Regions from separate parts of the Mus musculus genome. Here regions 1, 2, 3, 4, 6 and 7 are each linked to region 5. The links are chromatin contacts, called in public HiCAR-type, HiChIP or PLAC-seq and promoter capture Hi-C maps. All regions are on one chromosome and are shown on one strand. Each heading gives the region's core, a stretch centred on a gene start, on an enhancer-like site or on the middle of the called end of the contact. The rest is flanking DNA. Distances are from core to core; before and after follow the strand shown. Region 1 has its middle 91 kb from the start of Map3k7. Region 2 holds the start of Zfp292 (zinc finger protein 292). Region 3 overlaps Map3k7 (mitogen-activated protein kinase kinase kinase 7). Region 4 holds the start of Smim8 (small integral membrane protein 8). Region 5 holds the start of Rngtt (RNA guanylyltransferase and 5'-phosphatase). Region 6 holds the start of Orc3 (origin recognition complex, subunit 3). Region 7 holds the start of Slc35a1 (solute carrier family 35 (CMP-sialic acid transporter), member 1).

Evidence for each region. Promoter capture Hi-C pulls out the DNA fragments that hold promoters and counts their contacts. HiCAR-type assays count read pairs that join an accessible place to other places. HiChIP or PLAC-seq counts read pairs in DNA pulled down with a chosen protein or histone mark.
Region 1: a promoter capture Hi-C map of liver shows a contact between it and region 5, with 3 times the contacts expected there. The contact joins the enhancer-like site here to the promoter of Rngtt in region 5. A contact is called at or near these places in 6 of 39 promoter capture datasets (the 3T3-L1 cell line, the C10 cell line, hippocampal neurons and 2 more) and 1 of 484 Hi-C or Micro-C datasets (regulatory T cells).
Region 2: a promoter capture Hi-C map of pre-B cells shows a contact between it and region 5. The contact joins the promoter of Zfp292 here to the promoter of Rngtt in region 5. A contact is called at or near these places in 10 of 39 promoter capture datasets (the 3T3-L1 cell line, 3T3-L1-derived adipocytes, the C10 cell line and 6 more), 1 of 115 datasets of contacts at active chromatin or transcription factors (pancreatic cancer cells) and 1 of 9 other capture datasets (pancreatic islet).
Region 3: an H3K27ac HiChIP or PLAC-seq map of large pre-B cells shows a contact between it and region 5, with 9 times the contacts expected there. The contact joins the enhancer-like site here to the promoter of Rngtt in region 5. A contact is called at or near these places in 7 of 39 promoter capture datasets (the C10 cell line, the HPC-7 cell line, cranial neural crest and 3 more), 4 of 115 datasets of contacts at active chromatin or transcription factors (bone marrow-derived dendritic cells, large pre-B cells, memory CD8 T cells and 1 more) and 1 of 9 other capture datasets (liver).
Region 4: a promoter capture Hi-C map of pre-B cells shows a contact between it and region 5, with 3 times the contacts expected there. The contact joins the promoter of Smim8 here to the promoter of Rngtt in region 5. A contact is called at or near these places in 15 of 39 promoter capture datasets (the 3T3-L1 cell line, 3T3-L1-derived adipocytes, the C10 cell line and 10 more), 1 of 115 datasets of contacts at active chromatin or transcription factors (large pre-B cells) and 1 of 9 other capture datasets (liver).
Region 6: a contact with region 5 is called in a promoter capture Hi-C map of liver, with 7 times the contacts expected there. The contact joins the promoter of Orc3 here to the promoter of Rngtt in region 5. A contact is called at or near these places in 13 of 39 promoter capture datasets (the 3T3-L1 cell line, 3T3-L1-derived adipocytes, the C10 cell line and 9 more), 3 of 115 datasets of contacts at active chromatin or transcription factors (embryonic forebrain, embryonic limb bud and stem cell-derived neural progenitor cells) and 2 of 9 other capture datasets (adipose tissue and liver).
Region 7: a contact with region 5 is called in a HiCAR-type map of astrocytes, with 4 times the contacts expected there. The contact joins the promoter of Slc35a1 here to the promoter of Rngtt in region 5. A contact is called at or near these places in 15 of 39 promoter capture datasets (the 3T3-L1 cell line, 3T3-L1-derived adipocytes, the C10 cell line and 10 more), 1 of 484 Hi-C or Micro-C datasets (pre-B cells), 2 of 115 datasets of contacts at active chromatin or transcription factors (astrocytes and fibro-adipogenic progenitors) and 1 of 9 other capture datasets (adipose tissue).

What each region holds. Positions count from the first base shown.
Region 1 is chr4:32,053,464-32,056,886 of GRCm38.p6, forward strand. No RefSeq gene overlaps it. Among named protein-coding and RNA genes, the nearest start is that of Map3k7, 91 kb to the left of the region's middle. Within about 2 kb of position 1,853, at least 122 of the 459 cell types and tissues checked have an H3K27ac peak or open chromatin away from gene starts, as enhancers often do. A contact at or near this core is called in liver and regulatory T cells, where this site is marked.
Region 2 is chr4:34,881,003-34,884,338 of GRCm38.p6, forward strand. Zfp292 (zinc finger protein 292) reads right to left here and starts at 1,946. Exons shown (of 8, transcript NM_013889.2): 1 at 1,756-1,946. The coding sequence starts at 1,917.
Region 3 is chr4:32,009,602-32,013,426 of GRCm38.p6, forward strand. It overlaps Map3k7 (mitogen-activated protein kinase kinase kinase 7), which reads left to right. Exons shown (of 16, transcript NM_172688.3): 13 at 715-820. Among named protein-coding and RNA genes, the nearest start is that of Map3k7, 47 kb to the left of the region's middle. Within about 2 kb of position 1,415, at least 41 of the 459 cell types and tissues checked have an H3K27ac peak or open chromatin away from gene starts, as enhancers often do. A contact at or near this core is called in bone marrow-derived dendritic cells, where this site is marked.
Region 4 is chr4:34,776,198-34,779,962 of GRCm38.p6, forward strand. Smim8 (small integral membrane protein 8) reads right to left here and starts at 2,169. Exons shown (of 3, transcript NM_001330757.1): 1 at 2,082-2,169.
Region 5 is chr4:33,308,241-33,311,967 of GRCm38.p6, forward strand. Rngtt (RNA guanylyltransferase and 5'-phosphatase) reads left to right here and starts at 2,071. Exons shown (of 16, transcript NM_011884.3): 1 at 2,071-2,284. The coding sequence starts at 2,221.
Region 6 is chr4:34,613,196-34,616,593 of GRCm38.p6, forward strand. It overlaps Orc3 (origin recognition complex, subunit 3), which reads right to left and starts at 1,747. Exons shown (of 20, transcript NM_015824.4): 1 at 1,670-1,747. The coding sequence starts at 1,714. Rars2 (arginyl-tRNA synthetase 2, mitochondrial) reads left to right here and starts at 1,762. Exons shown (of 20, transcript NM_181406.4): 1 at 1,762-1,831. The coding sequence starts at 1,796.
Region 7 is chr4:34,685,943-34,689,332 of GRCm38.p6, forward strand. It overlaps Slc35a1 (solute carrier family 35 (CMP-sialic acid transporter), member 1), which reads right to left and starts at 1,496. Exons shown (of 8, transcript NM_011895.3): 1 at 1,302-1,496. The coding sequence starts at 1,317. Cfap206 (cilia and flagella associated protein 206) reads right to left here. Exons shown (of 13, transcript NM_001347062.1): 13 at 2,632-3,072. The coding sequence ends at 2,842.

The DNA.
Region 1 (3,423 bases), core at 603-3,102, 1.3 Mb before region 5:
ACGACAATGAGATAGTGCTACATTTGACTCTGTAAAAATAATCTAACAGTTGTGCTCATGTGCGCGTGCGTGCGTGCGTGCGTGTGTGTGTGTGCGTGTGTGTGTGTGTGTGTGTGTGAGAGAGAGGGAGAGAGAGAGAGAGAGACCATGTCAGAGGACAACTTTATGAGTTTGTTCTCTCCCTCCAGGGATCAAGCTCAGGTGTCAGGCTTACCCAGTGAGCCATTCAGCTGTCTCAGGCTTGAATTTTCTTCTTCTTTTTTTTAAGTCAGTAAATATAAGAAAGTTTTAAATTGCCCTAAAAGGCAATTTAACACATGGGGGAGATTTTTGAACCTATCACTTTGGTACAGGGCCCAGATTCTGTGACACTGGAGCCTAACTCTCATTGTGAGTGTGACCACTGAGGAGAAGGCTGCCCATGGAAAGCGCTATTTGATAGTCTTAGGGCCAGTGATTCAAGAGAACGAGCCCGCATCTAAAATCCAGAGAGCCTCCGCAGATAAGGAATATTTCCCTGAAATCAAGTGAAGGATTTTTTTCTTTAATTCATTTTTTTTACAGTCCATGTTTTATTCACCCTTCATCCCCCCTCCGACTGTTTCATATCCCACACCTCCTCCCCACTCCCATGTCTCCACATGAATGTCCCCATCCCCCACCCCACCTGACGTCTAAACTACAGTCTCTTGATGGTTAGGTGCATCATCTCTGAATGAACACAGACCCGGAAGTCCTCTGCTGTATGTGTGTTGAGGGCCTCATATTAGTAGGTGTATGCTGCCTGGCTGGTGGTTCAGTATCTGAGAGATCTCAGGGGTCCAGATTAATTGAGACTGCTAGTCTTCTTACAGGATCACCATTCTCCTACGCTTCTTTCAGCCTTCCCTAATTCAACAACAGGGGTCAGCAGCAACCCATTGGTTGGGTGCAAATATCTGCATCTGACTCTTTCAGCTGCTTGCTGGGTCTTTCAGAGGGCAGTCATGATAGGTCCCTTTTTATGAGCGCTCCACAGCCTCAGTAATAGTGTCAGGCCTTGGGATCTCCCCTTGAGCTGGATCCCACTTTGGGCCTGTCACTGGACCTTCTTTTCCTCAGGCTCCTCTCCATTTCCATCCCTGTAATTCTTTCAGACAGGAACAATTATGGGTCAGAGATGTGACTGTGGAATGGCAACCCCATCTTTCACTTGATGTCCTGTCTTCCTGCTGGAGGGGGGGCTCTATAAGTTTCCTCTCCCTACTGTCAGGCATTTCATCTAAGGTCCCTCCCTTTGAGTGCTGGGAGTCTCTCACTTCCCAGGTCTCTGGTATATTCTGGGGGGTCCCCCTAACCTCCTATTTCCTGAGGTTGCCTGTTTCCATTCTTTCTGCTAGCCCTCAGGACTCAAATGAGGGATTTTTAAACGTGATAGCAGGAGTTAAAAGGGAAGCAAGGGACATGCATTTACAAGTAAGTCAGAGACCAGAGGGCTGAGGACACAAAGATGTTACCTGGAGATAGTGAGTGGCCTCCTTCACGCTAGGCCAGCACGGAGCTACTGAGGCAACGCCGTTGCTTCTGCGGATTCCCGTGCTCCAAGAGAAACGGGGCTTTTTCCCTTCCCCAAAGACACTCTGCCAACTAGACCCCAACTGGACCGCCGGATGCGTAAACTGCCCCTGTTCTATGATTCTCATACAAATTTGTCAGTGATTTGCAGACACTATGAAGCAAAATTAGAGAATAATCATTAAAAGCTTCCGACAATATGCCTATCCATAAATTCTTCAAGAGGAAGATGAACCACCTTCACATAGCACGGCCCGGGACCTTACCGGCTCCAGCCATGCCTTCTCTAGCCACTAGATGGCAGTACAAGCACAGACTTTCAAAGGCCCTTTATTGACAGGGTAGCGACAGCCAGCGCTACTAATGAGGCTGGCTTTGTTTTTGTTTCTTTTTTGTCTTCCATAACTTCGGGTTTCTGGTGTCTGATTCGATGTTTTGGGCCACTTGGACTTTCCACTGCACTTCCAGCCCCTTCCAGAGGCTTCATCGTTTTGCTGGGGAGATAACACCGTGGAGCCTTCTGGGAAATTGACTATAGGGATTTGAGAAAAAAGCTTGACTTCCGGCACCCTGGATCAGTGGGTTCATTCTACGAGCTCCATCCAGGTCACCAGCATCCAAATCACTTCCCTGTCGGGACCAGATGTTCAAAGGAAAATCCCGATTCAGAAGTAGGGAATTTCCTAGAAGCGATTTTTAAAATGTATGTTTTTGTGTGTATGTACATCACATGTGTGTGCGTGACCATGGATAGCAAAAGAGGTTGCTAGCGTTTCTGGAACTGAAGATACAGGAGGTTTTGAGCAGCAAGGCACGAGTGCTGGGAACTAAATTAGAATCTCTCGGAAAAATGGGATTCCCCGGAAGAATAGCAAGCATTCTTCAGCAATGAGCCATTTCTCTCTCTCTCTAGGAGCAAAAATTTCCCCCAACTGGATCCTAAGAACCTTGTTCCAGAGGAGAACATCTCTGAGGGTAATTGAGCAAGCTACTCTGGGAACGTATGCCCCAAGCAGAGTTATAATTATTAGTATTATAAGTATTAGTACGTACTACATAAACAGTAAGTGCTGTGCCGAACTCTCTATGAAGATTACCTCATTCACTCAATAACAACTAGCGCTTGTTCCAAGCACTTGAATTTTAAACCGAGTCTGCCTGAGTGAAAACTGTTGTTGTCTCAATGCATACATATATAAAACACAGGACCCTGTGACAGAATCCTGTCCCTTGTGCCTACCGATCCTAAGTTCTAGTTCAGAATGCTTTGATGAAGTCCAAATGCAGGTATGCCTAGCCACGTCCACCAAACAGGAGTCTTCTATAAGTTCCAGTCCAGGGGACACTGGGTCAGATGGGGCCAGCCTGAAGACCAAGGAATTCAGTAATGGTTGGGCTCTGATCCCAAGTGAAGGTGTGTGTGTGCTCAGGGTGGGGTTGGGGTGGGGGTGGACGGGGTACTGTGCTCCAGATAAAGAGAAAGGGCTGGGAAAATCTGATCTCTGCACTCAGTTCTGACAACTCTGGTTCTCATCAGGGGAGTGGCCCTCCTCCTCAGTGCCTCTGGGTTGAGCCCTGCTTGCTTAGATCCTAGAATCCTTTGGAAGCTCAGATAGCATAAGCCTGCTGACGTTAGTCCCACTCGTGGAAATGTAGCCCAGAACTGCACATCTTCATCTGGGTTCGGTACCCACGTGCGTGCTCATGACTTGCTTCTACCAGTCTGTGTCAGAACAAGATGAGAGCACTGTGGGTAGGGGTTAGAGGAAACCCTTCCCTTTGAGAGTCCGTCTTTCCTGGTTAAATACTGATCTGGGGTACTTGCAAGCTTATTTTATTCCCTGGAAATGCATAACTTTGGCAAGAGTA
Region 2 (3,336 bases), core at 696-3,195, 1.6 Mb after region 5:
CAGACAATTCCTGTCTTAAAAAAGACAAAACAATAAACAAGAAGAATTTAAAACCTGGTGATGTACCTAGCATGCTGTACCTAGTACCATCTTAACCACAACCACACACACAGTGATACTTGTGCATCAATCTCAAAAACGAAAGAGAAAGCTATACTTATACTCTTTATCGCATGAGCCTTCATTTTAACAGTATTATCAATCCTTAAATCATCAGTGGATTCTACTAAGGAATTAATATCCCGAACTAAAGTAGACTTTAGTCTGCTCCCAACTGCTCATGGTGGCACAGATCTGTAATCCTAGCATTTGGGATGGTGAAGTAAGACGACTACCCAAAATTAATGCCAGCAAGGAGAGCATGGAAAGACTGTCTCAAAACACCTCCTCCAGAAGTGGACTCCATTTACAAATGAAATCTTGGCCGGGCGTGGTGGGGGCGTGGTGGCGCAGGCCTTTAATCCCAGCACTCCGGGAGGCAGAGGCAGGGGGATTTCTGAGTTCGAGGCCAGCCTAGTCTACAAGGTGAGCTCCAGGACAGCCAAGGCTACACTGAGAAACCCTGTTTCAGGGGAAAAAAAAAAAAAAACCAACAAACAAACAAATGAAAGCCTTATTTGTAAATTCTACTAAAATAATTTCTCAGGCTTACGATGGTGGGCAATTTCAGGGCATAGAAAATAGCAAATTTCAAAGTTTCTTTAATACTAAGGTTTAAAACAATGACTCTGTAATGTGGCCTCCAGATCTGACGAACTTTCTGACTGCATATATTTGCAGACAAGTCATCCTTGGTCCTATTTTTTTTTTTTAAATAACGAACCATCAATGCATGAGCATAAAATGCATACGGCAATGGGGCTGCTTCTGTATGTGATCAGATACCCTAGAAAGATAGATTTCAGCACCTGGAGGCTGGCAAGTGAAAGTATCCCTGTGAAATCCTAAAATGCTCCACCATTGTTCAAATCTCAGTGTTTCCAAAACAAAATCTTAAGCATGACACATCCATTAGGTTTCATGCTTTATGTAAAAAACGGCCTCAACTAGGCAGTTTAATCAATGTTCTCCCTCCCTCCATAGTCAGCACACGTTAACTGGGGAGTCTTAAGACCAGATGGAGATCCAAACTCTGATATCTGTCATAAGATAACATTTAGAATGTTACTAACATTCTAAATCCTAGTTAGAAAACGTTGCTGAAAAGCAATGTCCTTGGGCAAGAAAAGAATGGGAAGATCTGAAACTGACCCAAGCACAAATCCCTTGTCAACCAAAGACACTTAACAGGAAAGAACCCAAGAAATGTGGGGGTGGGGGTGCACGGGGGGGGGGCCGGAAATCGTACTCTTCCGGAACGTAAAGGCGAAACAGGCACTGGTAAAGCCGCCCCCAAGGGACGACTGACTATGGAACGGTGACAGCTCCTATGCACCGCGGAGAGCAGCCAGCAGGAACGGCCGCAGCGCAGACGCCGCCGCCACTCCCAGCTTGCAGGTCCGGCGGGATTGGCTCGAGAACATCAACAAAGACCCTCCGGTCGCAGCCTAACCCAACAACAAAGGCCGAGCGACTGCGCGCGACGGCCGGCGGCGACAGGGGGACTGGCGCGCGGCGGGCAGCCCGGCGCCCGCGGCGCAGCCCGGGAGCGTGCACGGAGCCCCGAGGCCGTCCGGCCCAGCCTGGCCGCGGAACACAAAGACGCGGACCGCCCGCGCTCCGGCCGCCGAGGCCCGCGGAGGGGGAGGGGCTCACCTGGCACAGCTGGCGGCAGTAGGCGGCGGCGGCCTCCACCGCGGGCTCCCGGCTCTCGCATAGCCGCCGCTCCAGCTCTTGCAGCCGCTCGCCCAGGCGCCGCAGCTCCGCCGCGCAGCCGCCACCGCTCAGGCGCTCCTGCTCGGCCTCATCGTCCGCCATCTTCGCAGCCCGCTCCGTCGCGTACGCACCTGGGTCACGTGATAACACAATGCCACGTTCGGCGGGGTCACGTGCCCGGTGCGCTGGCACGCCTGGGCGCACGTACAAAGGCCGGGTGTGGGGCTGGCGACCGCCGGGGCAGTGCTGCAGCGAGCTGAAGCTGAGGCCTCTGCTGCTGCGGCGGCGGCTAGGGCCAGGGCCAGGGCGAGGGCAAGGTCTGCGGAACAGCCGGAGGCCAGGGCAGGGTGGAGAGCTGGTGATTGCCCTGGTTCTGGGCCAACCCGAGAACGCCTCCTGGAAACAAGCGCTCTAGGTGTTGGAGGGCACACACACACAACAATTGGGTCAGAACAAAATGAGAGGTTCAATTCTCATTCTGGGAAATCAAGCAGCGAACACAAGAAAAGAATAGTGTGGAGAGAATTCAAACAGACCGAAATGATTAATGTTGTAACCCGGTGGTTTTTAAGGCACAAAAGCTTTTCTAAAATCTGGTTACCGTTACGCGTTACAAGAATCCACACCGAATCTTAGTTTGGGAAAGTAGGTCGAAGGAAAGAACACAATTAAGGATGCTAAAGTAAAAAAAGGAACACGGATGTCAAATAAATGCCAGTAGCAACCCTCCTCTTGGTGCTGCAAAACAGGTGGCCTTCTAAGCCGTATTTTATTTGCAAGACGAAAACAGTATTTGGCATTAGAATTGGAGAAGAGAGCTGAGTGTTGTGTGCACGGTTGTAATCTCAGCACTCGGAGACGAGAGGTTCAAAAGTTCATCCCTGGCTACATAATATTTCCTCCTCCAGCCTATGCCAGATGAGTTCTTACAAATTTAAAGGAGTAGGGGGTAGAATAAGAGGTAGTCGGAAAATCAATGTGCTTAACCATAAATTTCATAATCAAACTAATAACAAACCCAGTGTTTGAGGGCTAGGGGTGTGACTCAGTTGACAGAGTGCTTGCCTAGCTCCGTTCACTGCATAAACCAGGCAAAAGGCACGCAACTGCCTGTTTAATCTCAACCTTCCCTGGTGAACGCCAGAGTATCAGAAGTTCAGAGACTACACTATTTTGCCAGTTTCAGGTCAGCAAGAACAAATAGACAAACAAAACAAAACACCCCACAACCTACTGTTTATTTAAGAGGCAAGATGTCTGCCTTACAACTGAATCCTTTTAAAACAAACAACAGCGTTGACACACCTGGTCATTTTACTGTTGTGTTCTGACTGCACTGTATTTTTCTAAGGATAGTTATCTAAAATGAACAACCAGCCTGGAGGTTGGCTCTAGCAGAACTGCAGCACGAAGGAAGCTGGAGCTGAGGGTCTCCCGGTCCAGTCCGCCCGGGCTACATTGTAATGCTGGGTCTCAAAAACATAATTTCTACCGTATCCAGTAGCCTTTTCAGGAAATGTA
Region 3 (3,825 bases), core at 165-2,664, 1.3 Mb before region 5:
ATTTCTAATTTCAGATCTGTTGACTTAGGGACACTTCACCTGTAGCTGCCATTTCCCTCGGGAGGCCACTTCTATTTTTTGCTTGTCTGTTTTCTGGAATTTGACCATATCTGACCATGTGAAACATGGGACATGCGTCTGTCTCATTTCTCATACTGTCGCTCAGTTCTGTCTTCCTTCATTTCGTGTCCCTGTACAAGGGACTTTCATGTTCCTCCTGCTTCTGCCTCCAAGTGCTGATCACAGCTGTCTGCCACCATGCTGGGCTTGCCAACTGCTTTTATTGGAAGGTTTTTCATTTTTTGCTAGTTTTCTCTTTCCCACAGAACAAAGCATTCCCGAGCCTTGGCTTTGAGCGGGGATTAAGCAGGCCTTCTCATCCTACAGAGAATTGGTGGCTCTGTTACTAGTTCCTCAACATAACAGACGATCCAGGGTTGTAAAGTCTTAGCATTGGCAGCTTAAGGGCTACCCGTCCGCTTTTGTTTTGTGGGCTTTATTTCTCTGTAAGTTTTGAAGAGATGCTATGTATGAATGCATAGTGAATTTGATATACACTGACTATATACTTAGAATGCTGCTTTCAAGAGTCTTAGGCATCTACTAGTAAAAATTGAAAATGTTTGCCTCTTATTGGATGTGAAGATGTGTCTTGTAATTCTTTTTTAAAAAAAGAAAAAAGTGACAGCTTTTCCTCCTACCGTTTCTTCACAGGTGAGCAGCCGGTCATCCAGCCCTAGTGTCAGAATGATCACTACCTCAGGACCAACCTCAGAGAAGCCAGCTCGCAGTCACCCGTGGACCCCTGATGATTCCACAGGTGACCAGTCTAGTTCCTTGTAATACAAAATGGATTGACTTGAGGCATTAATCTTTACAAAGACAAGCATGATGTCATTATTTAGATCTTCATGTTTATAAAATCAACCACTTGGCAGTAGCTTTCGAAATGCCCTTGGAGTGTTATGGCAGAGACTAAGTGCTTTACCCTGTGTGTGTTTTTCCCTCCCACATACTAAACACGTATATTAAAAATAGTCAGATTTTTCCAGTTGGAAGCATGTGTTCTTGTACTTCACTCTGTGATTTTTGTATCATGATTGTTCCTGTTGGACCTTTTCAGTAACTACAATTCCCATATCGCTAACAATGACCACCAGCATCTTTACTTGACTTTCTACTTTTTATTAATAATGTTTTATACGTGAATACAGTATATTTAGACCATCTCGAACCCTACTCCAACTCCTCCCAAATATGTCTCAGATCTGCGTTTAGTCTCCATTGTGTGTATTCCTGATACATGACTGTGTCGTGAAAGGACATTTTCACAAAAGTATCTCATGCATAATGAACATACCCCGTACCACTCTTTTCACCCACCCTCCTTCCTTTAGTCCTCATTGTTCCTCTTAGACAGTTTCACTTCTACTTTGATGTCTTACACAAACGTGATTCTATGTATCTGTAAAGTTAAAGAACCACAAAGGAGTGAAAACAAATACTTTTCTAAGACCAGTTTAACTTGTTTCCAGTTGCATCCATTTTCCTACAAAGGACACACTGGAAACTCTATTGTGTATACCTGTGGCATGTTCTTTATCCTCTGTTGTTGGCCATCCCAGTGAGTTCTGTAGCTCAGCTGTTATGTATAGCGCTGCAGTAAACATGGATGTGGAAGTACTGCTGTGATGCGCTTGTCGAACAGAAGTCCTTTGGGTAAACATCCAGGGGCCTATTTTAGTGTTTTTAATGTTTTGAGGATCTTCTGTAGTGATTTCACAATGGCTGACAAGTTTACATTTCTGCCAGCAGTGTACATAAGGGTACTCTTCTGGCAGCTGAAGTGAGATTACAGCAAAGTTCCAATTTGCATTTTTCCCCAGTGGCTAGTGAGGTTGAGCAATTTCCATGTTTTCCTCATAAGAGTATCTTTTATTCTTCCACAGTTTCATGCATGTATACAATATATCTTGAACATCCCCAACATGATTATCCTACTCCTTTTGGATCCATTCCCCAATGCCCCTTCCTCCTTTGTCTTCTTTTTGTGACCCACTGAATCCAGTTACTGTTCCCCAAAACCCTAGGGTTTGGATCAGCCACCACGCTTGGGCAACCTAGCAGCAGCCACACCCCTCCAAGGAAAATGCTTGTAACTCCCCTTCCTCCAGCAGCTATCACTTGCTCAGCTAAGGGTGGGGCCTCATGAGCCTCTTCGCCTTCTATGCTGGTTTATTGATTGGCTGATCTTGTGTGGGTAGCCACAGCTGCAATGGATTGATGAGTGGAATACCTAGACCCTGTCCATCAGCCAGCATTTCACCGCCTCCTGAGATCCTCTGGTTCTTGGATTCTTTTCTCCTCTTCTGTGATATTCCCTGAGCCTTCTTAGGTTGTTGATACAGCTGTCCCACTTAGGACTGAGCACTCACAGTTACTGATCCTTAACACTTTAACCTCTCTCTCCCTCCCTCCCTCCCTCCCTGAGTTAAATACTACAACTTCAAAAAGAATCTTCTCTAGCCAGGGTTGAAAGCCACTCTAATCCATAGGAATAAATATCACTATTTAGAAGCAGGTTGATAACATGTTAATATAGCAAGATAACATTAGACTCCTCTCTAGGACCTAGGACCTAATCAGGGCTGGTTTTGACCAGGCCATTTCTCTTGTGTTTATTAGCCACTTGTATTACATCTTTTGAGAACTGTCTAATCATTAGTCTGCGTACTGATTTGATTGGCTGCTTGCTTTCTTCAGGGTTTTATTTTTGTTCTTTTATTTTTATTATAAATATACATACACAGCCATGAAAGACTTTTCCCCCCACTCTATAGACTGTATTTAACTTGTTAGTGGTTGGTTGGTTGGTTGGTTGGTTGGTTGGTTGGTTGGTTGGTTGGTTTGTAGGAGGAGCAGGATCTCACAGTGTGTATATTACTTCTGGCCTCAAAACTTACTATGGTAGACCCTGTGGGCTTCAAAGTCACAGCTAATCGCCTGTCTCTGCTCACACGTGCTGGGATAAAGGCCAGCACGCCCAGCTTAGCTGTTCTTTTGCTGTGAAGAAGCTTTGGAAGTTGATGAGATCCCTTTTGTCAGCTGTTAGAGTTATTTCCTGAGTGTCAGCCTCTGGTTTTTAAAACACAGAATATGTGTCCAAGTGAGAAATCTATTTGGCAACTTTTCATACCTCATGAGAGACTTTATTTCAAATGCATAGACATTTGAAATCCTTTTAGTTTATTAAAACTCCAGTGTAAATAGCTCAGTTTATCATAATGGCGGATTAAAAATACCTGTGCAAAGGGAGGGATAGTTTTCTCATGAGAGCACAGTACTGTGATGTCTTAGCACACACGCAAGCACTGTATCTAAGGAAGATCTTGTTCTGTGTTTTAGTACAACAGAAGGGAAGGAAGGTGGTCTCATAGACCTTGGAAAATGAAGTTGTTTGAAATTAAGCAGGTTGTTGTGCCACACCCCTTTAATCCCAGCACTCAGGAGGCAGAGGCAGGCGGATCTCTATGACATCAAGAGCAGACTGGTCTACAAAGAGAGTTCTAGGGTAGCCAAGGCTACACAAAGAAACCTGTGTCAAAAACAAAAAGAAAGAAAAAAGTACCAATTAAACTGAAATTTTGAAGTTAGTTTACTGTCTTCACAAACTATGTTTTCAGTATTTATAGATACCTGGTATGGCCTAGTCAGGTTTATAGTTTCATTTTAAAAATTAAATGAGCAGCTTTTCCCTGTGTCATATAATTTAGAACTATGTTTAGCAAGGGGTGTGTACTGTCTACTTTGGGTAAGTTAAACACT
Region 4 (3,765 bases), core at 919-3,418, 1.5 Mb after region 5:
ATGTTTTTTATTTTGCTCTGCCTTTCTTCCTTGTGCGGGGAAAGGGTATACCTCAAGACAAAAGAGCAGGTCTATGAAATCATGACACAATATAGAAGTCCAAACAAAGTCAGGGCTAGCCATCTTTTAATGTGTGTATGTGTTTCCTCCTCTACTGTACCAAAATTAATATTTAGAGGGATGATCCACAATATATTTGAGAAGCAACACTTGAAAACTTACTAGTTAGGCTAAAGAGACAGCCTAGCAGTTAAAAATACTTGTTTCCCTTGTAGAAGACTAGGGACAGTTCCCAGAGCCCACATGGTGGCTACAACTGCCTGCAATTCTAGTTCCAGGGGTCCAATGCTCTCTCCTGGCCTCCATGGGTACCAGACACGCACATGGTGCATATATATACACACACAGACAAATACTTATTCACACAAAATAAGCACCAGACCCCACTCCTCCCTGAGGAACTATTAGCAGTTAACTAGTGAGAACGTGCCATCTCCCTCAGTGGTATACCCATTGATAAACTGTTCTTGCTCTGGTAGATAACTTTATGCACACAGGGAGGTTAGGGGGGAGGGAGGAAAGAGGGGCCTGTTGGGAAGAAGAGGTTGGACTGGTGGACTCGTGGGCAATGAGGGAGAAAACACTGAAGCTCATTATATAAACACTTGATAACTGTCAGACGATATATTGTTACTAATTAGCAGTGCTGAGGGCCTGCATCAATCCCCAGCATCATATAAAACCCAGGCTGTGGTATGTCCATAAAACTCCCAGTGCTGGGGTGGGGGAGGCAGGCTCATCTCTGGGGCTCTCTGACCAGTCAGCCCTTTGGGATCAGTAAGTCCCAGGTCCCAGTGAGAAACTCTGTCTCAGAAAACAAGGTACGTGGCCCTTGAGGAACATCATCAGGCTGACCTCTGGCTTCTACACACATACTGCACATGTGTGCATGTGAACGAATGAACTATCCGTGTCTGTACACACCAAATTCACTAGAACAAGATTGGCATAGCTACCTATATTATATTGTATGGGGAAGTATGAAGATATAAACAATGAGAACTGGTTTAGGAAAAGCACTCTATTTTCAAATATATAGAGAACTGCCTCAAATGGACCAAACATTCAACGATAGTATAGATACTCTTGTTATTATGTTTCACATACTATACTCTTTTAGTGCTTAAGAAAGTAAAAGTCCGGAGTAGGACACCTTCAATAGTTTAGATTAATATGAGAAACTTTGAGAAAGAATCAGGGCTTTATAGCTTGAGGGAACTAAGTAAGCTTAATCTCAACTCTGGTGCTTCTAAAGGAATTTTTTTTTTTTTTTTTGAGTAAGTGACAACTCTGATTCCACCTTAATAAAAGGAATGATATTATACACTGCAATATTACAGATGTGTATTTAACATTGTTAACATTCTTAAAAGGAAAGATGTTAACAAAATAGCGGTCATCCTACAGATAGTGTGCAACCTTCCTACCTTCGATGCCTTTTCACTACTAGGGTAGGATAATCCAATTCTTCCCATTGTAGTGGACTCCTATTCCATCAGCATCTTTTTCCAAAACTGATTTTTGAGGAAAGTGTTTTGCATTTATAAAGTACTACCAGACGCAGGACCCTAAGATAAGCCCAGCACTAGAGAGGCAGAGGCAGGCGGATCTCTCTGAGCTCCAGGCCAGCTTTGTCTACAGAACGAGTTCCAAGACAGCCAGCCCCCTGTCTCACAGTGGGGAAATGAGATCGCTTAGATTTTAAAAAATAAACTCTATCGTTTTTACTGTAAAATATAACTTTAAAGTGAAAAAAGAAAAACACCACACACAAAACCCACTTTCCACCTCGTAATTTACCCCACTCATGGATTGGGGAAAGAGTGTCACTGTGGCAAGGACCTGAAGGCTGTAAAGCTTTTCAGACCGCGGTCAGATACCCAGGCTCCTACGGAGCTCAGTATAAATCTTCATAAACAAGTGTGAAAACTTGTGTGGTCGGCGGGCAGGCTTCCCGGCAACCTACCCTAGCATCTTCTGCAAACCACAACCCTCCCCTTCGAGGGCTGGCGGAGCCTGACCTTGGGCAATTGGGAAGCCGGGGAAGCTTCAGCTCGGACGCCGCCAGGCTCAGAGACTTCCGGCGTCCCGTGCGAACGCCCGCTGCTGGACTTTCCTTCCGGTTCGCCCGGTGCGCGCCCAACCAGTGCGCGTTCCCGCCGGGGCTCTAAGAGCCGCACCACAGCGCCATCTATGCTCCGGAGGCCGTAGAGCAGGGGTCCGGGCCGAGCCCTGGCATTGGAACTGCAGGAGCCCTTGGCTTTGGAACCCAGATGAGCAGTCTGGTTTGATTTCTTGGGGCCTTTGACTTTCAGCCTCTCACATTCAAATAAGCTTTCGTTTCGTGGGTTTCATGTATATTTATATAAAGAGATATCCAGAATTGGAAATGGGACCTAATGGCACTTAATGGAAATGGAAAGATTCAGGCTAGAATCCAGCTGCCTCCAAGAGAAGGAAGTGCAGTATCGCCAAAAAGGAGTCTGGGGCTTTATAGGGTGCTTTTAGTTGAGCAGTGGTGTGGCAGAAGAGCTTTAAGAGAAAAGGGACTGGAATTAGAAGTTTTACATGTGGTGGTGAAGGGTTCGAGTCTTTAGAACCGGGACTGTGGTCAGTCTAGCCGTTCTGAGACAGGGATCATCTACCATCACTTGTGTAAAAAAAAAAAAAAAAAAACACATTCAAATTGATCAGAGATTACTAATCAGAGTTTCCCAAATTAGATCTCCAGGGGTTAAAGAGACTTCTCACGGGATCTCTGATAGCACTGACGATTTTGTTTTTCACATAGATATTAATAGTTCGCTTATATTTAATTTCAAAAATCATACATTATCAGTATTTTCTCAAACACGGGTTTTTTTTTTTTAAGTAATATAAGTCCTAGCCTTATTTTACGAGGACATCAAGCCAAAGTATATGATATAATTAATGGATTATCAGTTGACAAATGTGAACATTGTTTGTGGTAATTTTCAAAACCAATCCTACTCTCTCTTTTCTATGGCCTCCCATCCTGACTCCTGAGTTGTCCTGTGAAGGCTAAAGGTATATTTTAAGTTTAAATTATTGTGTGCTTTAGGCATAAAACAGAAATGTCTCTAAACTGTAAGCCCCTCTTGGCAAGAACAGATAGCTTCTTGGAATGCTGGGAGCTGTTGCTCCTGTAAGACAACAAGCCACTTGTTTTCACTTCTGTAAACAAGGCTGGTTGTCTCAGCTGCACAGGATGTGCACACATAGGTGGGAGGTGTAGGCAGGAAATATGTCAGGATGTATACTTGCCCCTGATTACATAAAAGTGGGATGTATATAGCCTTGTCAGTTTTGATTGTATACGCTTCTGACTAATGTAATTTGTTACTCTGGGATTCCTGGATATGGCCTTGGGCAGTGTCCCTTGTCCTGGCCAGTATTTAATAAAGCCTGCTTAGCTCAAAAATTGTGATAGTAGTCTTATTCTTGCCTTGTGGGATTAACAGTCCTTGTGATTTATTTCGGGTAGTATCATATATATATATATATATATGTTGTTTATATATGTCTATGCGTGAGTTTTCTATCTGATGCCTTTGGAGGCAGAAGAGGGCATGGAATTCCTGAACTAGAGTTAAAGACAATTGTGAACCTGCCCAGGGCCAGCCCTGGAAGATCTTCTTTCATGTTCTGGCTCTCCTTGAGCATTAGCAGTGATAAGATTTGGTC
Region 5 (3,727 bases), core at 821-3,320:
ATTAGTGAAAATCTTTAAGTAACTCTATTACGGGGGGGGGGGGGGAGGACTTTGGGTATGTAAATACAGTATCTCATTAGGGGGAGAATAAGCAGAAATTATTCCTTCCAACTCCTCAGCAGGCCTGCCTAGGCAAACTAGCAGCTCTCCTGGTCAGATGATTGACACTCTAAAGGGTGGGATCAATAGTAAAAAAAAAAAAAAAAGCTGTAAATTTAGTCAGATTGTGCCTCCCTTCACCTAAGGCCAGAGGTAGGATTTAGATTTATTCTTTTGAGCCTTCGTTTGATTACTTTTGTTGTCACTGTAAATCAAACCCTGGTTGAAAGCTCCTTCGGGAGGAAAGGATTTCTTTGGCCTTTTGGTCCATCAAGAAAGGAAGCAAGGGCAGGAGCCTGAAGGCAGGAACTCTGGAGAAACTCAGGCTGACATCCCTGGCTTGCTCAGCTAGCTTCCCTATACAGCCTTGCCAGTTGATTTTGGTGTTCAACCTCCTGGTTGCAAGTCCCTAGAAAACCTCTATCTTCAAAAATTAAAAAATTTTTACATTACAATTCATAACAGTAGCAAAATTAAGTTATGAAGTGGCAACAAAAATAATTTTATGGCTGGGGCCCCATATCATGAGGAGCTGTATTAAAAGGGTCTCGGCATTAGGAAGGTTGAGAACCACTAACCCATCGGATCAGGAATGGCTTGGCTCTCTGCCATTGATTAGTGTCATAGTTTGGGGTTCCATTGCTGTGAAGTCACACCATGACCAGGACAACATTTAATTGTAGCTGACTTACAGGTTCAGATGTTCAGTCCATTATCATAAAGGCATGAAACATGGCAGTATCCAGGCAAACATGGTGCTGGAGAAAGCTGAGAGTTCTATGTCTTGATCCAACTGCGGCTAGGAGGAGACTGTCTCTGCCAGACTTGATCATGTGCGAGCGTGCGTGCGTGCGCGCACGCGTGCACACACACACACACACACACACACACGCACGCACACACACAGAGACCTCAAAGCCCACCCCACAGTGACACACTTCCTCTAACAAGGCTACACCTCCTCCAATAAGGCCATACTTAACAGTGCCCCTTCCCATGGGCAAAGCACAGTCAAACCACCACAATTAGCAATCAAGAAAATGCCCAATAGACAGGGCCACAGGTCAATTAGGTCCTCAATCGAGGTTTCCTCTTCTCAGGCATGTCAAGTTGATGACTGAAGGGATTATAAGGAAGAACCAGCTTGCTCCTAGTGGCCCACAACCAAGCTTATAGCTACAGCTTTTCATATGGTGTTTTAAATCTCAAGAATGGGCGAAGCCGGGTGTGGTGGCGCAAGCCTTTGATCCCAGCACTCGGGAGGCAGAGGCAGGTGGATTTCTGAGTTCGAGGCCAGCCTGGTCTACAAAGTGAGTTCCAGGACAGCCAGGACTATACAGAGAAACCTTGTCTCGAAAAACCAAAAAAAAAAAAAAAAAAAAAAAAAAAAAAAAGGTGAAAACCAGCAATAAACAAAACAAACAAACACCACATCAAAACCATCTGCTCCAGAAATGATAGTCTTAAGGCTTCTGGAACTAATTTTTGATGTTTTATGGGTCGTCGGAAGCACGTCCCCTACACTTCGCCAAAAAAAGAAAACTCATTTATAATAACCTAGACTCTGGTTTTCCGGACTTTTTGATGCAGGTAAAGGGAGGATTCTCAAATGACCCAGATCCAGCAGAGACATCAAATTTGAGCTATGATTAACGGAAAAGCACTTTTTCACCTGTGAAATACCCTTCTGAATGTAGCAGGTCAGTCCACAGGTGGAAAGAAGCTTGGATTCCTTCTACTTTGGGGGTTTCTCCGGTTTAGATGGAAAAAAAGAGACACCAGTCATTAGAGTACTCACAAAGGCAAAACAGGGGCGGGGCGTGGCAGAGGCCGGCGCCCTGAGATACAGGGGCGGGGCTGAAGGGGGCGGGCCAGGTGGAACCGCCTATCTAGTTCTCAGCAGCTTCCCCTCCCTCACTTGGGCGGGGCTTCCATTTCGCCTGACCTCGGAAGAAAGGGGGCGGGCCCTTTGGGGCGGAAGTCGCAGTGCATTGTGGGTTCGCCGGGAGCCGCGGAGTCGAACCTGAATGAAAGTGGCGCGCCGCTGAGGACCCGGGTAGAGCTGCTGCCGTTGGGGTCCGGGCTGGTTTGCTGTGGAGCTATCGGCGAGGCGGCACAGACATGGCTTACAACAAGATCCCGCCGCGGTGGCTGAACTGTCCGCGGCGCGGTCAGCCGGTGGCAGGTACCCGGGAGGGGGCTGCGGGAGGGTTCGAATCTCACTGCGCCGGCCGGGCCTGGGGGACCGCGCGCTTGGTGGTCGCCAGTCGGGACTCCCGCAAGGCGGAGGAGTGAGGACCGGAGGTGGACCAGACGCTTCTAGAGCTTAAAGTTTGTGAACCTCTTTGTGATATTTTGGAGACTGGGTCTCGCTGTCTTGGCGAGACTTGTTTTCGGAAAGAGAGTAGCTGGGTGTGAGCCTGGAAATTGAAGGAAAGCTTAAAGAGACGCGAGGCTGGATAGCGGGGGACTTTTGGTTTTGTTATTAAAAATTGACTTTTTGCGGAATGTTGCCATCTTGAGTTTGACGTATAGTGGACTCATCCCCGAACTTGCGAGCTGGGATTATAGGCTCGGGTCACTGCTTGGCTAAAAGAACAGTGACTTCAAAGTGTACAGTTTGATAGTTTTGGACCACACACATGTATTCCAGGGAATACACATGAAATAACGGAGGCACAGTTCTCTGAATCCGTGGAGACATCGCACATGGTAACTTTAAAGGACCAGGCTCCACAGTTACCAGCAACCGGGTTAGATAGCAATTAGGAACTTTGTCTGCTGGACCTAGAAGCCAAAAACATTTTTGTGATTAAAATTGAGGAAGGAATACAAGTTCTGTTTTCACAGGATTTACTCAGCTATAGAGTAATTATCGGGCAGGTGTTTGCAAAGATCTGCTAAGTCTCCTTATCGGAGTTATGAGACATAAGCGTTTCCTTTCTCTCTTTTTAGCTATCTGAACACCAGGCAAAATACAGTGAGCTGTGGCTCCCTATTGAGGAGCTAGCTGGTACCCACACTCTCTTAGAAGCCCACACCCTTGCTTTCTGGTTGTCTTTATTCTGAGTGACTCTCTTTTTCTTTTCTTTCTTTCTTTTTTCTTTTTTTTTTTTTTGTTTTGTTTTGTATTTTTTCGACACAGGGTTTCTCTGTATAGCCCTGGCTGTCCTGGAGCTCACTTTGTAGACCAGGCTGGCCTCGAACTCAGAAATCCGCCTGCCTCTGCCTACCGAGTGCTGGGATTAAAGGCGTGTACCACGCCCGGCTTTTTCTTAACTCTTGAGCTAAAACCTGTATATTAAAACTGTAACTTTTTGTTTTAAAGCTGTGCTGGGTAACACAAAGCAGGAAGTTTTAGGATGGAGCTTATGTGAAGATTTCAGCACATATAGGAAGAAACAGTTGTGTTATGCGTGGGTCAGGATGTGGTGGTTAACTGGGTATCTTTTCTGGCGTCATTTGGAATTAAATTTAGGGAGTCTCAGAATTTTTGCCACCTTCAAAATTTCTTGCTCCCCCCTCTCTTATTTATGTTGCTTTACATTATGTGGATGTAACACTTGTATGAACACTTGTACCCATGGCAGGAGATTCCAGTAAGCACCAATTATGTGGTGACAGATAA
Region 6 (3,398 bases), core at 497-2,996, 1.3 Mb after region 5:
ACCACAAAAGTCTTTAACTAGGAACTGGGTATGGTGGTGCACACCCTTAATCCTAGCACTTGGCAGGCTCAGGAAGGCAGGAGAGTTCAAGTTCAGCCTGATCTACATATAGAGTTGCAAACCGATAAAGGCACATCGAGAGAACATGCCTCCAAAAAATTAATTAAACCACAGTGTTTGTTCTCTTTGAAATGTAGTCTTTGGGGGTACTGCTTGTCATTGACCATTTTAATCAAAATTAAATGTCTGGTGCACCGTTACCTTTCATCACTAACACACTTCTCAAATGTCTTAACCCTCAGCCAGAACCGTACCATGTGTAAAGTGTCTCCATTTCTGTTGAACTGTGACAATTTCTTTAAGCGGCAGTTGCGTTTCTTGGACTAAAATGACTTGCCTTTATATCCTTGTCTTCCCTGCTCCATCTCCCCTCAGGAATGCCCAGTTAGAAAAAGTGTATATCTATCACCTAAACTTCACAAACTGAGGAGTCATTCGCTGCTTACCTCCAGCAACAACCTAGTGGGCTGTGCGCCAAAACCAGAGAGCATTTCAATGTCCTCCAGCGGGTTCACCCCGTAAAAACACTGAAGGGGTCTCACTCTGCCCCGTGGGCCAGAGTTCCCTTCACTGGCTCTGCTGTGTTGCTGCCTGCCTGCCTGCTTGCCTGCCTGCCTGATTCTGATGTTAACATCACCCCTAACAGACCTGTTATAAAAGAAGACAGCCCACTTCAGTGTTCCCCTGTAGCCCCAATTACGAAACCTTTCAGAAGTCTGTTATTTCAGCTTCCTTCAGGAGTGTCCTTCTGTTCTTAGAACAGGAGTCAAGTCTTACTTTACAAGGCATAGCAGCACAGACCAATAGACCTTTCTTTTCCATCTGCTGCCCTGTTTGATATTCTTGAAATATGGTTGCTAATGGTAAACTTAATTTTAAGTTATCTTAATTCCAGATGTAGCCACAGGCTCCTAGGGGGCAATACAAGCCTAGGATTTCTCCTCTTACAAACTACAATTTGACTAGCACTCCTTTGCCATCGAGTAGTCCACAACCCCTCAAAACACTCATCTGAATTACATTTTTATTCTGGTTTTTCCTAATGCTCCTCTCTCCACTCACGGGTTAAACTGCTCTTTTTACTTAATACGCTCTTTTATTTCTACATTCTAAGGCAAAGACCATCTTATTCTGCTCTCCCAAACTAATGCTTTATATTTTGCCAAGATTCTTATTTTTCAGACCTTAGCCAAACTGTCACTTTCTCCAAGAATTTCCTCGGTCTCCCAGAAACCTTGGTTCGTCCCTCCTCTCTTAGAACTTTTCTCCTTGCTAATGAGCCAATTCAAGATCAGCTGCTTATGAGTATTTCTGGGAACAGAAATCTATTTTTGCCTCCATCTGCATCTCGGTAACTTAAAGCACAGTGTGAATTTATGGAGGGGGAAGAGTGGGGGAAGCGGCAGGACGCAGCACATTCTGGGGGCAGCCGCTCTCCTAGCCTTGGCGCCATGGCCTAGTTGCCCAGAGCAAAGCTTGCCTCGAACCCGGACCTGGGCAAAGCCGCCCGAGTCCTGTTCTCCGCGGAGCCAGAGCTGATGCCCATCAAACCTCGTCGGACTTGCCAAACAGGCACCGCGAATCTGAGGCGAGCGCCACCCCCACGTACCTTAGACACGGAGGAGGTGGCCATAGTCCGCGGCCCCGTGTGCATGCGCACTCCACACTTCCGCGCGCCCTGGCGGAAGCAGAGGCGACTTCCGGCGCGGAGGCGGGGCGTGCGGGAAAGGGAGGCATGGCGTGTGGCTTTCGTAGGTCGATCGCCTGTCAGGTACAGTCCAGAGCGGCGAGCCAGCGGGAGCCAGGGCCGGAGGGTGCAGCCTAGGCCGACCCTGCCTCCTCCTTGCGCTGCGGAGTGGGAAGATCCTCGAGAGCCCTGAGTGCTCACTGTCTTCTCATTTCCCGTTCTTAATGCTTTAACCTGGGCGGACTGTCCAGAGGCCATGATTAGACCCTGTAGAAATTAATGTTCCTCCTTCGTTTATGCCCTTTATTTGCTCTCATGAATAACCTGGTAGGATATATCTCGAATAAGAAATTTTGTAGCTTACTAAACCTGTAGGCGATGCTCTCCCGAGGAAAAGCTCTAAATCCGGACTTGGAGACCATTGGATAAAATAGATGATTTAAAAGGCATGCTAAGGGCTGCGGAGATGGCTCCGCGGGTGAAGTGCCTGCTATACAAGCATCTGTGCCTGCGTTTGAATTTCCAGAACCTAGGTTGAAAAACCTGCATAGCTAAGGAAGTCTGAAACCACACTTCTGAGAGGTGGAAACAGAAACCGGTGGCTCCAGCCTCTGGTTCGGTGAGAGTCTGCCTCAAATAAGGTGGAGAAAGACACTTGACCTGTACTCCTCGCGTGTTTAGCGCAGCCTATCCTGCCTGGAGTTTGCTAGTGCTAGCACAGACTTAGGCCCGCTGTGGCTGGGTTGTTTTAGACAATTCTGAAAGATGGTGCATATACTTCTTAGGTAGTTCTGTGGGAATTAAGCTCCAGCCTACAGAGATGACTTTAATGTGTTATCTGTGTGTCTGTGTTTGTATGTTCCTTCATGAGGACAGGCCACAGGTTGCCTGTGTTTCCTCCAGTCACTGTCCACCTTTCCCCCCTCTCCCCTAAGGCAGATTTTCTCCCCGAACCTGGAGTTTACCCGTTTAGCTAGGTTGGTTAGCCAGGGAGCTGCAGGTGTAATGGCAATTCTGCTGTTAGCTGAGTTCATTGCATGGTACAAGCAAAAAACAACTGACTGTCTGGGAAAGACAAAATGCAAGAGAGAAAGAAGACAGAGGCAGAGTGAAACTGTTTTTATTAAGGCAGGCCTATCCTCCGGAATGAGGGACGGGAAATCCAGAGTTGGGGAGCCTGTGGCTGGATGAGGGTGGGGAAGGGTGCCGGTGTCTCAGGTTTTCTCCATTGGCTGTGCACGCCCCATTGGCTCACCAAAGAGATGATCGCAGGCTTTTATGCACAGCTTGCTCAATTAAGGAAGCGGCCATGCTTTAAAGACCCTTCTCTATCTTTACTCGTCCTTTCTAGCTGTTAACCACGACTCTCTGCTGACCTTTATCCCAAGAAGGCAAGGTCTGTCCTTAGACCTTGCAGGTGTTAATGCTCTTAAGCTCTTGGCAGGCTCTGTAAGCCATTAGTTAAGTTAGCCTCTGCTTTCTTTGTTCTTGTGTTTATGTGACCAGCTTTTAGTTTTACCATGGCAGGAAATTAACACCTGTCATAACCACTGTCCACACGGATCTCCGGCTCTCCACTCAGAGGGAAGAAAGGATAGCAGATGCTGCGGCCAACTTTGACTGACTGGACCAGCAACATGGGTTCACGTTT
Region 7 (3,390 bases), core at 246-2,745, 1.4 Mb after region 5:
TGTAACCATGATTTCCACTTACATTTCAGTTTACCATAAGATCAAAACATTTCTTCTACAATTCTTCATTTTCCAGGATGAAACTTCATTGATTAGGAATGTCAACGTTCCCAGGTAATATAAATATTCATGGTACGCAGCTACTTTAAACTATCCTAAGAATTCAAATCATATCACGCCATTAACTAGAAACCTGGCCCACTGATCATCCAGCACCCCCTTTGTGGAGAATCTGTTACCTTCCACGGCATTTGTTTCTGGGTGGAGAATATCCCCCAGAAGAGTCAGTCTGGAGTTATCCTTTTGTTTTCCAGTTACATTTTAGGGGGACTATTACTGTCATACCTGAAAGCTTGGACATAGCAGGAAGTAGCAGGTGAGTAATCGTTAAGATGACTCTATGTAAGGAGGTATAGAAACTGTATTTCATTAGGATAAAAAAGTGCAACACACCCAAATGTAACAACGTATGTGCTGGCAAGAAGTCTAAATCTGTAAACAACCCTTGCGGGTACCGATCTGCCTGCTGCATCTTTTAAGTGTTCATTTGTCAATCGCCCTACTTTTCCTATTACCCTCTTCCCGGATGCTACAGGACTTATCTGATATGGGACAATCCACCACCACAGAAAACTTACATGGCGCCTGATGTTAAATGTCAAATCCCCTCCCCCAAAGATAAATAATTTCACATCCACGCAAAAGGATATTCTTTAAATGCTTGTCCAACATTTATTTAGACTTAAAGCCAGTGCTCATTGGGGAAATGGTGAAAAAACAAAAACAAACAAACAAAATTAAAAAAAAAAAAAAAAGCGACGTTGTCGCCAGGCATGAGGGCACAGACCACTAATCCCAGCGCTTGTAAAACTGAGGCAGGAAAATCTCCCCGAGTTTGAAGCCAACGTGGGCTATAGAATGAGACCATGTAGTGTTGGTTCCTGCTTTAAAAATAAATAAATACAAAATCGTCACCGCCTTTTGGCCTGTCCTAGCCACAGTGCTATAGAATAAAACCTCAGCCTTGGGGCCAGCTTACGTAAAACCTGAAAGGACAGCCACCACAGCCCTGGCCAGACGGCTCGCCATCGGGAGGAGCAGCGCGCGCCCTCAAGCCCAGGGCTCCGAACCACAGCCTCGCTCCAGGCAGGGACCTGGCCGGCGCCCGGGCGGCTCACTGCACCGGTGTGCGGGTGCAGCCCGCTGCCGCTCCCTGCAGGGAGGGCTCGGCCCCCAGAGCCGGCCCGGCCAGCACACCCCGGGCCGCCGTTCCCTAGCGACCGCCCGCAGCCCGGCCTCACCTCTCGCCGGAGCCATGGTGCCGAGAGAGTCTGCGGAACTGACGCCCCTGCGGCCATAGAGACGCACCGGCCTAGAGAGCCCGCCGCACCACACGCGCGAGGAGGAAGCGGGGGCTACGGCGGAAGCCGCGCGGCGTGCGGAGCGACAAGTCTGGGAGACTCGGTCCTGCGGGGGCTCGGAAAACCGCAGCTTCCGGTCGACCGAGGGGGGGCGGAGTCAAGGTGGCCGAGCGTTTCCTTCTAGAGACCAGCCCCTCCGAGAGGATGGGCCCCGCAAGAAGGATTCTGAAATGCTCTCGATTATTCCTTTGTGTGAAGACCGTTAGAGAGGCTCCGAGAACTCGGACTTTTATAACTTTCAACTCCATCACGGCCTTCCATGGTTACCTCTTGGATAAATTTAGTATATATTACATACTGCTCGGAAGTACTGTGTCTGTCTTCATCATCCTTACTGTCACTGTCTAGCTTAACTTGGTAACTTCAGGCAGCAAAAAGACCTCAGAAAAATTAGATTGTATTAACAGGCACTTCAACCGCTCTAATGGTTACTGTGACTAGAGGATGTTATTAGAAAATAACCCCGGGTGGAACAACATTATGAACTAACCAGTACCCCGGAGCTCTTGACTCTAGCTGCATATGTATCAAAAGATGGCCTAATCGGCCATCACTGGAAAGAGAGGCCCATTGGACACGTAAACTTTATATGCCCCAGTACAGGGGAACGCCAGGGCCAAAAAGGGGGAGTGGGTGGGTAGGGGAGTGGGGGTGGGTGGGTATGGGGGACTTTTGGTATAGCATTGGAAATGTAAATGAGCTAAATACCTAATAAAAAATGGAAAAGGAAAAAAAAAAAACTATACCTCTAAAAAGTTGGAATTCTCAGGACCTGAAAACCCAACTGCTTATGAGCCAAATAAGGCCGCAGAGTGGGAAGTGGGAAGCGCTTAAGCCACAGCGGGCTCTGAGGCAGACAACAGAGCATAAAAGGATCAAGCTGGAATGCCAGCCAGTCTTATCAGACATTCTGATTTTTTTCAATGAGCCCAAAATTCAAATATAAATATCAATTCTCTGGCTTTTAAAAGGCAGCATATGAATGTAGGCTTCACTTGTTCCAGATAGCAAGGCTCATGATATAGAAATCTGTTATCACTAAATAGCAATGAAGCAGAGCGTTGTGTTTCAGAGTGTCAGGGCTTAACATTTTGTAGGGTTTTAGAAGCAGCCTCTATTCCAGTGATAAGCATACTACTATCTAGCTGGCATTGCAATGTCAATCTTAATGCTGTAAACTTTGTCTAAAATATAAAACAAATACGCGGACAGAGTTTTACTTGTCAATTTTAATAAAACGAAAAATGTACTACAGAAACTGCTTTTAGATTTGCATAACAGTCAGGCAGGATACGGTGCCCTAGTGCACAGTCACACAACCAGTGACTGTGCCAGCCCCGCAAATGAGCTTTATACACGCACAGCACTTTAAACCCTCCATCCGTGCCACTAAGGAGCAGCTTCCTGTAAACGTCCATCTCTAGGTTTCGTCCACCGCTCTGGTTAAGTTCACCTTCACCCCATAGGTTGTTTTGCTTTGTCCCCCACGAAGGCCAGCTATGAAAATCTGGGGCCTGGGCACTCGGCTGCTGCCTTCTCTCTTGGACTGGGTGCTAGCCTCTTTCAAAGGGTACACCTGTGAGGTGTTATCTCTTCTCATGTGGCTAAGGTCAGTCTGGACGGAGTGAGTAATTTTCTGGCGCAAATTAGCCTAGGTAGAAAGAGAACATAGGGAATAATGTTTCTCTAAAAAAATGTAAAAAATCAGGCATTTAGTTAATGTTTGCCTATTAACTTTCCATTTCACAAATAAATAATGCATTTTTCTATGATGGTGAGGATGGATGATGACAGGGAGGCTGAGGGTGGGGAGGAGGGTGGGGAGGAGGGGGAGGAGGAGGATGTGTATGGTATGATTGCAGGCATGTGCATGCCGTGGTGTGAATGTGGAAGAGAGAGGAAAACCCCTGGTATTAATTCTCTCCTTTTATGGCAGGTTCTGGGGAGTGAACTTATCAGCTTGCATGGC